2 separate regions of the Danio rerio genome follow, and region 1 is linked to region 2. A link is a contact called in public Micro-C data. All regions are on one chromosome and are shown on one strand. The core of a region is the stretch at or near the end of the contact, and the rest is flanking DNA. Distances in the headings are between cores, read along the strand shown.

The links. Hi-C and Micro-C count contacts between places; a contact is called where the count stands out from the background.
Region 1: a contact with region 2 is called in a Micro-C map of caudal fin, with 2.9 times the contacts expected there. The contact joins the enhancer-like site here to the promoter of znf326 in region 2. A contact is called at or near these places in 2 of 18 Hi-C or Micro-C datasets (caudal fin and fibroblasts).

The regions. Positions count from the first base shown.
Region 1 is chr6:27,789,228-27,793,070 of GRCz12tu, forward strand. It overlaps a transcript of kyat3.2 not described here. Among named protein-coding and RNA genes, the nearest start is that of kyat3.2, 49 kb to the left of the region's middle. Within about 2 kb of position 1,619, at least 11 of the 62 cell types and tissues checked have an H3K27ac peak or open chromatin away from gene starts, as enhancers often do. A contact at or near this core is called in caudal fin, where this site is marked.
Region 2 is chr6:27,642,856-27,646,407 of GRCz12tu, forward strand. It overlaps znf326 (zinc finger protein 326), which reads right to left and starts at 2,211. Exons shown (of 13, transcript NM_001082841.1): 1 at 2,049-2,211; 2 at 198-244; 3 at 22-94. The coding sequence starts at 225.

The DNA of each region.
Region 1 (3,843 bases), core at 369-2,868, 150 kb after region 2:
ACCCCCAGTTTCCAACAATCTTCAAAATCTACTTTTGTGTTCACCAGAAAAAAAAAAAAAAAAAAATCTCAAAATCAGTTTAAGTAGTGTAACAATTTTGCTTCATACTTGCCACAATATTGTGAAAAAGAGTTTCTACAATAGAGAGCTAGCTCATATTAAAAATCTGGATAAATCTGGATTACAGTAAATTTGAAGCATTTTTTAAAATTCCTAGTCTCTAAAGATTATTTTCTTATATTATATTAGTGACACCTTATGTCTTGCCTGTATTTTTGAACACTTCCTTTCTGCAGATAAAAAAGATTCTCTGAAGCAGCAGAAAGTGAGGGCGGAGCTTCTCCTCTCAACCTATTTCCCAGCTTCCCTTTCCTCTTCCTGTCTGAAAATCTGTCCCATGTCCTGACTATTCCCAAGAGAGCATGTAGCCTACTATTACTGTGACAGTTTTCCAAGATAACATCTGGACACTGACTGTCAAAACACAAGAATCTCATTTACACTGCTGTTGAGTGTCTCACTCCAGTTTGAAAATCTGTCATTTAAACCTGAAAGCAAAGTTTAAAGAGGACACATGCCCTTTTTAAAATTAGCATTAGATATTCCTTGTGACATAGAATGAACATTTGAAGTTGCAGTATGTGTTAAATCTTATTTATTTATTAGGCCTACTGGCGTAAATATGGCAGGAAATATGAGGTTTAAATATATATATAAAGACACAAACTTCATGTGTCTTTTAGCTTTTCTGTTTCTAATGCTTCATAGTGTAGTACCATATTGTTTAATATCTCCTTTATAAAATGTTCACAATTAGCTTAGCTTTACAATTAGCTTGGCTTAGCTTTGGCCCATTTCATGACATGAATGTGGTATTTTCCAAGTAACATTAGTTGTAAAAGAAAATAGGTTGTACTTTTTTTTTAATCAATTCCATCTTGTACTAAAGCAAACATGACATCATAGAATCAAATTTGTATTAATGTACCAAATGTCCGTGAAATAAAGTTAGAAACATCAACCCAAAATAATCTTGAGCATATACATTGAAAATACAAGATGACTAACAGATTATTGAACAATACCACAAAAATCGCAGTAGTTTTAAAAACTATAAATTCTGTGTAAAAATGCAAAAGATACCTGTCTTTATTACTTAAAAAATGTATTTGTTAGTAACTTTATACTTTTTTCCCACTCAATCTTTCCACATTTTGATGACCAGAAGACTGTTGAAGATGGTATATTATTCTTTTTAAAGTTATTTATTTAATTATTGGGTGAACTATCCCTAAGAATAAATTAGCAATATTATTTGAATAGTTTTGACATGATAAGTTACATTTATTCACCACTTGGGGCATATTTTTTATTTTTTAATGTTTAGAAAGTCAGTGAATCACAAAATGATCCAAGCCTGAAACATTCTACACAATGTTTCATGCATCAAATTACTTCAGTAGTAGTTTTTGAAACTTATTTTTGATACTGTGGGGAGGAAGCTGTTTGCCATAAATTTGCAAAAACAGAACAGTTTCGAAAGTTTACAGAAAGGATGAGCCTTTCCATAGGAAACCCTCATTACTCATGAAGTGACTTTCATATACACACCCAGATCGGACCAGTCTGACCCGAAGAGCAATACACTTTAGCTCATTCAGGTAAAGTGACTCAAACATCAAAACTCAACTGCTGTTTTTTTTTTTTTAACTGAAGTCCTCCCATACCATTAATTAGCAAAAATTTCCAGACCGGTTTCATTTTGTGACGCAAAATACATGGTAACAGTGAGTAACCAAACTAGACTATCAGGTTTGACCAGAAAGGTTCATATGGCAAGCTTTTTAACATTAAGCAATAGTACCCGTTTTCATGATACCATGGTGCTTGATCTTCAGGTACTAGGACATTTTGTATTGTTTTAGTAGCAGCAGCAGCAGCAGCAGCATGTTTTCTGGGTCATTCTGATATTTAATAAATAAATAAATAAAAAAAAAACTTTCCTACTAGGAAGACAATAAGTCTTACTAGTAGTTGGCCTTTCTGTGTGGAGTTTGCATGTTCTCTCCATGTTTGCGTGGGTTTCCTCTGGGTGCTCCAGTTTCCCCCACAAGTCCAAAGACATGCGATGTATAGGTGAATTGGGTAAGCTAAATTGTCCGTAGTGTATGTGTGTACTGTATCCACCAGGTTGGGGGTTGAGCGGTGTGCTAACAACTCACCTCGTAAAAATTACGTTACAAAACACCAACATAGAAATAACAAAGAATAACTTATATCTGCATTTAAATTTAGCAGACACTTTTGTCCAAAGCAACTTACAATTGAGGAGGCATTCAGCGATTAACAAGGAGGCAACACAAAAAGTGCTAATTATACAAAGGAACTGTGTAATGAAGTGTTAAGGCCTGTGCACACAGAGACGTTTTTTTGCTTGCCTTTTCCATTGACGTGTAATGCCTCATGACTTAATAAAGGACATCAATGTGCAAAACACCAGGTGCAAAAGCATCATTAAAAAAAAAAAAAAAAAAAAAACGCCTCATGCTCGTTCTCTACCAATCAAAATGGCACTTTTGTTTACGTGCATGGAGCTGCTGAAGTTACAGTAATCAGCACTCGAAGGCGCTCAAGTGAAAAACTGTCAATGCAAGCGCACATTGAAATTGCCCAGAGGCGATATGAACATGAAGCTGCTTATTGCTTTGTGAACAATAATAATTTCTTTATCGCTAGAGCTTGAGCTGCTACCTGAACCATCCCTGCTAGTTTAAGTCACCAGTAACTTTAACAACAAGCATGTAAACTTTCTCTCTTTCTCTTCTTCTGTGTTACAAGCAGGTGTCAGAAGCTTAAAGTTGTTTAGCGCCATCTAATGTCAAGGAGTGATTTTGCATACTCTTCTGCTTGATGGCAGTGAAAATCGCTCGAGTTTGAATCCGGAAAAACGTCTCGTAAAACGTTGATGATAAACGCAAACAAAAATTGCCTCGTTGTGTACGAGCCTTTAGAGTAAAAAGGGGGAACGTTTTTTTTTCTAAAGAGAGAGAAGGGTATTTTAACAGGTGTTTTGTTAAGCCCACTCACCTGTGTGAAGTACACTCATAAATGCACAATTATATTAGAGATGATAAGGAAGAGTGATAAGAAAGTGTTTGGTGCAAATGTGCAAACAGTGGTGCAAGGGTCAGTGTCAGAGAGATGCGATGTATTTTCTACAGGTGGCTTGTCAAGCCTAATCACTTCTGAGGCACACTGAGATTTGCAATGAGTTTTGAGTTTGTTGTGTGACCAGTCTGGTTAAGGGGAGAGAAGATTATTATTATTATTATTTTATTGTACCTTAAATAGGTTTCCTACTAATATCTAATGTAGAGACGCTCAATTCAGTTGATTTTGCCAACAGACAACCGCTGCTCGTTAACCGATTATTAATGGATAACTGGTCAGAATAATAATAAATTATTATTTAATAAAATAAATAATTAACGTGTCTATTTTGTGTCTGACTCATTAAATATTGCATTTTAAAATACTGATTCATTTTAGCATGTGAACAACAGCATACAGAACATCTTTAAGCACATGCAGCATTCCAACAGCATAAAAAACAGAATAAACTAAATAAAAAGAATAAAAAAATAGTCCAGCCCTAAATAAGGTTAAATGACAAGGTTAGATTACAAAACAAAAACACTGACTGAATCCTTTTTAAGAACTGGCGTTTGCCCAATCAAGTCTTTTTTTTTCTTCCGTCAAATAAAAATAACGCAAATCTCCCTCAAATTGATCACTCCACAGAAAATATGCATTTAATCAATGGAAACTCCGCCTCTGCTTTCA
Region 2 (3,552 bases), core at 961-3,460:
AGATCCTCAGACAATTCTTACCTGTCAGAGCCACTGGTCTCAAAGGACTCGGAGGATGCAAACGACCCAAATAATGGCTGACTGCAGCATTTCCCTGGACATTTGACAAGTGAAAGTGATTATTTGAAGTGCTATGGGAGATTTACCTTATTCTGAAACAGAAGACAAAAGTTACAGCAAAATCAACAATTATTTACCTGAATTTTCAGCCGATGATGGGAACATTTCATCTTTATTGTAAGTCCTTGGAAAAAAGAATGTATAATGTCACAATTAATGATTAAAAAAGCATCTTTCTGTTAGCATGAGTCTATGTTTGTTTGTTGTAAGCTTTTCTATGGTGCTTTATGGAGGATTTTTTATTTGGAGAATATTTGTCATTTTTTAATGACGAATATTTAATGAATATCAAGCATCTATACTTCTATAAAAGCTAAATGGTAGACATTTTTTATTTTTACTTTATAATTTATTGCTAAGGCTACACAAAACACACAGTGTCACACATTTCAAGACTTGCAATCTTAATGACGTCACATAATCAAAGTGTGTTGAAAAAGTCTGTGTTGTTGTATGAAAATCAATGTGTCAGAACACCAGGGTTTATTTTGAAATGAAATAAAATTAATTTCAAAATTAATTAAAAAAAACTAAAGGAAACTAACAACAGTTACTGAAAACAAACTCAAATCAAATAATAATTAGCAAAACATTTTTAAAAATCATTTGAGAATTTAAAAAAAAGCACCCATTTTGTGAATGTTTATATACAAAAACATATTTTCTGTATAAACAAAATGGCTGTTCTATTTTTGTAAAATAGGAATGTCTAACTAAGCATGTCTAAAGACAAGTAAAATTATTCAAATGATACTTCAAATTAAAAATATTGAAGTTGCATAGGTATGATTTTGGGTTCAGTGTCTGATCAAATATTTATTATTATTAATTTTATTGTTGTTTACAGATGTAAATAAAACTTTAACTACACTAGCTCTGCTCAACTATAATTAAAAGTCCTACAACTGAAACTAAATATATTTAAAAAAAAAATTAAATGCTTTCACATATACAAAAATACACCAAACCCTCATTTTAAGGAACTAAAAGCTGAGATGACATGCAACTAAGATGCAAAACTAAAATAAACTATTTTGTAAGTAGCCTACACAAAAACTTTATAAGTATGTAAAGCCTTGCATCCATTTTGATGTACTCACTGTTGAATTTGATCGGACATTATTTGAAAACTAAATTAAACAGCTTCGATTCAAACACCATAATGATGATTTGGTTCTATTTTCATGAAAGAAAAAAATAGTGTAAAATTGTCTCGGAGAAGCTGGAAAAATTATGTAAATTTTTTTTAAAAAATCAAAATGATAGAAGACCTGTCATGACATTATTAGAATTTTACTTTTGAGAGTTGGTGGACCATGAACTGAATCACCTACAATAAAGCCGCATTCTGTTAACTGAATGTGATTGTTCTTCCTGTAAATATGCTTTGACACAGATTTGCTTTGTTCAGGCTGCTCTGAAGGCCAAATTTGCCATATCCTGCAGGAGCACTGTGGGGCTGCCATGTTTTGAACCTTTTGCAGCAATGTCAGCAAACCCAAGGGCATGTACACTGCTGAGGTGTGATTTTTTCAGGTCTGTTTACTTGTATACCACACAAATAATGCCAAATGCAGGCTACTCCATCACTCAGGTTTTGAATGGGCCTTTGTAAGGCATTATCCTAAACACAGTCATGTCTTAATTTTAACGTTGTGTTTATGTTGTCAGTTTAAGATTCACAAGAGTGTTACATTTTGCACCATCATTGTGGTGTCTAAAATAAATACAACGTGATCGTTGACCGATTCTGGTAGTTTCAAATTTAAACTTTTATACAAAAACAGCTAATATAATGACGGCTTCTTTTATTTAACTTTACAATATATGCCAGCATCGTGGATAATTATGCAAACAATAAATCATCTGCCGACTTGTTTGAAAACATAAAAATAAACAAAGGCAACATTACAGGCCGCGTCACTTACCGCACAAATGAGAGTCAGTCAGTCGTACTGCGTTAAATTAAAACAGGTGTCACTGAAATCATTTCCCCCCTGGTGACAAACGAAACCAAAAAGCTAAACAACGGTGTCAGGAGTTGCAACAACAGCCCTTCATAACCGTTCCCTAAAGGAAAGGAAGCTCTGTTCAGCCAGAGGGCGCTTGGACCTTCATAAACCGTGACTGAAGCCTCAATTCGGCCACGCCCATTTTTGAGTGCAGACCTGCAAAGGTAATGTTGAAATTTAGCAACATAATTGTAGAAGTCTTTCAATATAATAAATGTGCTATTATAAAATTTCTCACTTTCTCAAATCAAAAACTTTCCATTGTATCCACATATCAATATTTGGGAATCAGTCTGGTCTCTCACCTCACTTATTGTAACCATGTTCAAAATGTTTATAAAAAGCTGAAACAAAAGCTATTTGCTTATGGCAAAATTAGGACTAATTTGTCTTTTTCTGTTTCAGAAACTTATCTGCATGCCATAATCTTGTCTACCTTGTCTTACTGTCTGCCTATTTGGTCTCTCACAACAAGCGATATCTTGGAGCCAATAGCTAGACTGTACAATAGGGCCTATATACACAACAGACTTTCTGGATGGACACATCACTGTTTTGCTCTATCACTTTCTAAAGCTTTAACATTTCAAAATTACATTATGAACACAGGTATCAAACTGTACTACCAAATTTTAAATAGCTCTACCTCAGCAGCCCTTTGTGCATTGGTACCAAAACTCAACACAAGGACTGATCGTTCCACCAGATCTGTAACAAATGGATGTTTGCCAGTACCGGCTTTTAAAAACTGTTATGGACAGAGATCTTTCTTTTATGTTTTCACAAGAGTCTGGAATGAGATCCCACAACATCTCAAAACAATACCAACACTGAGACTTTTTAAGAAATCCCATGCTCGTCATCTGATGGTCAACTATCGATGTAGCCACTGAGATAGTAGCCTGCTTTTCTTTATTTTATATGTTTGGTGATTGTTTGTACTGTGTTGATGGATGAGATGTTTGTCTGTTTTTATGTTCTGCAGAGCAGGAACCTGCTGAAAAACAGCATGCATGCTGAGTCAGGCCTGATTATCTTTTAATCTTTTCCTGTTTAAAAAAAAATTGTAAATAAATAAATAAGTTCCAAAGAGATTAGTTGAGACTGATAACATAAATACTGAGCTGCTCCAGGCTGCTAACCATTGATTATTCTTAAAGATCAATTGGGTATCATCACTACTTTATATAAAATTTCAGTCATATCTCAATTTCCGGACAAATTCTAAAAAACATATTTTGTTTAGATTTTTAACAGAAACTGAAGGTTAAGTGAACACATTGTATACTATACTAAATACATGAAATTAGTGCTAGCTGGAACAGTAAATGTAAAACAATAAATTTGAGTGAGTTAAAATAGGCTATATATGTCATACTTTTAAACTTTTACAAAATAAAAAACTAAATTTATCAAAAAT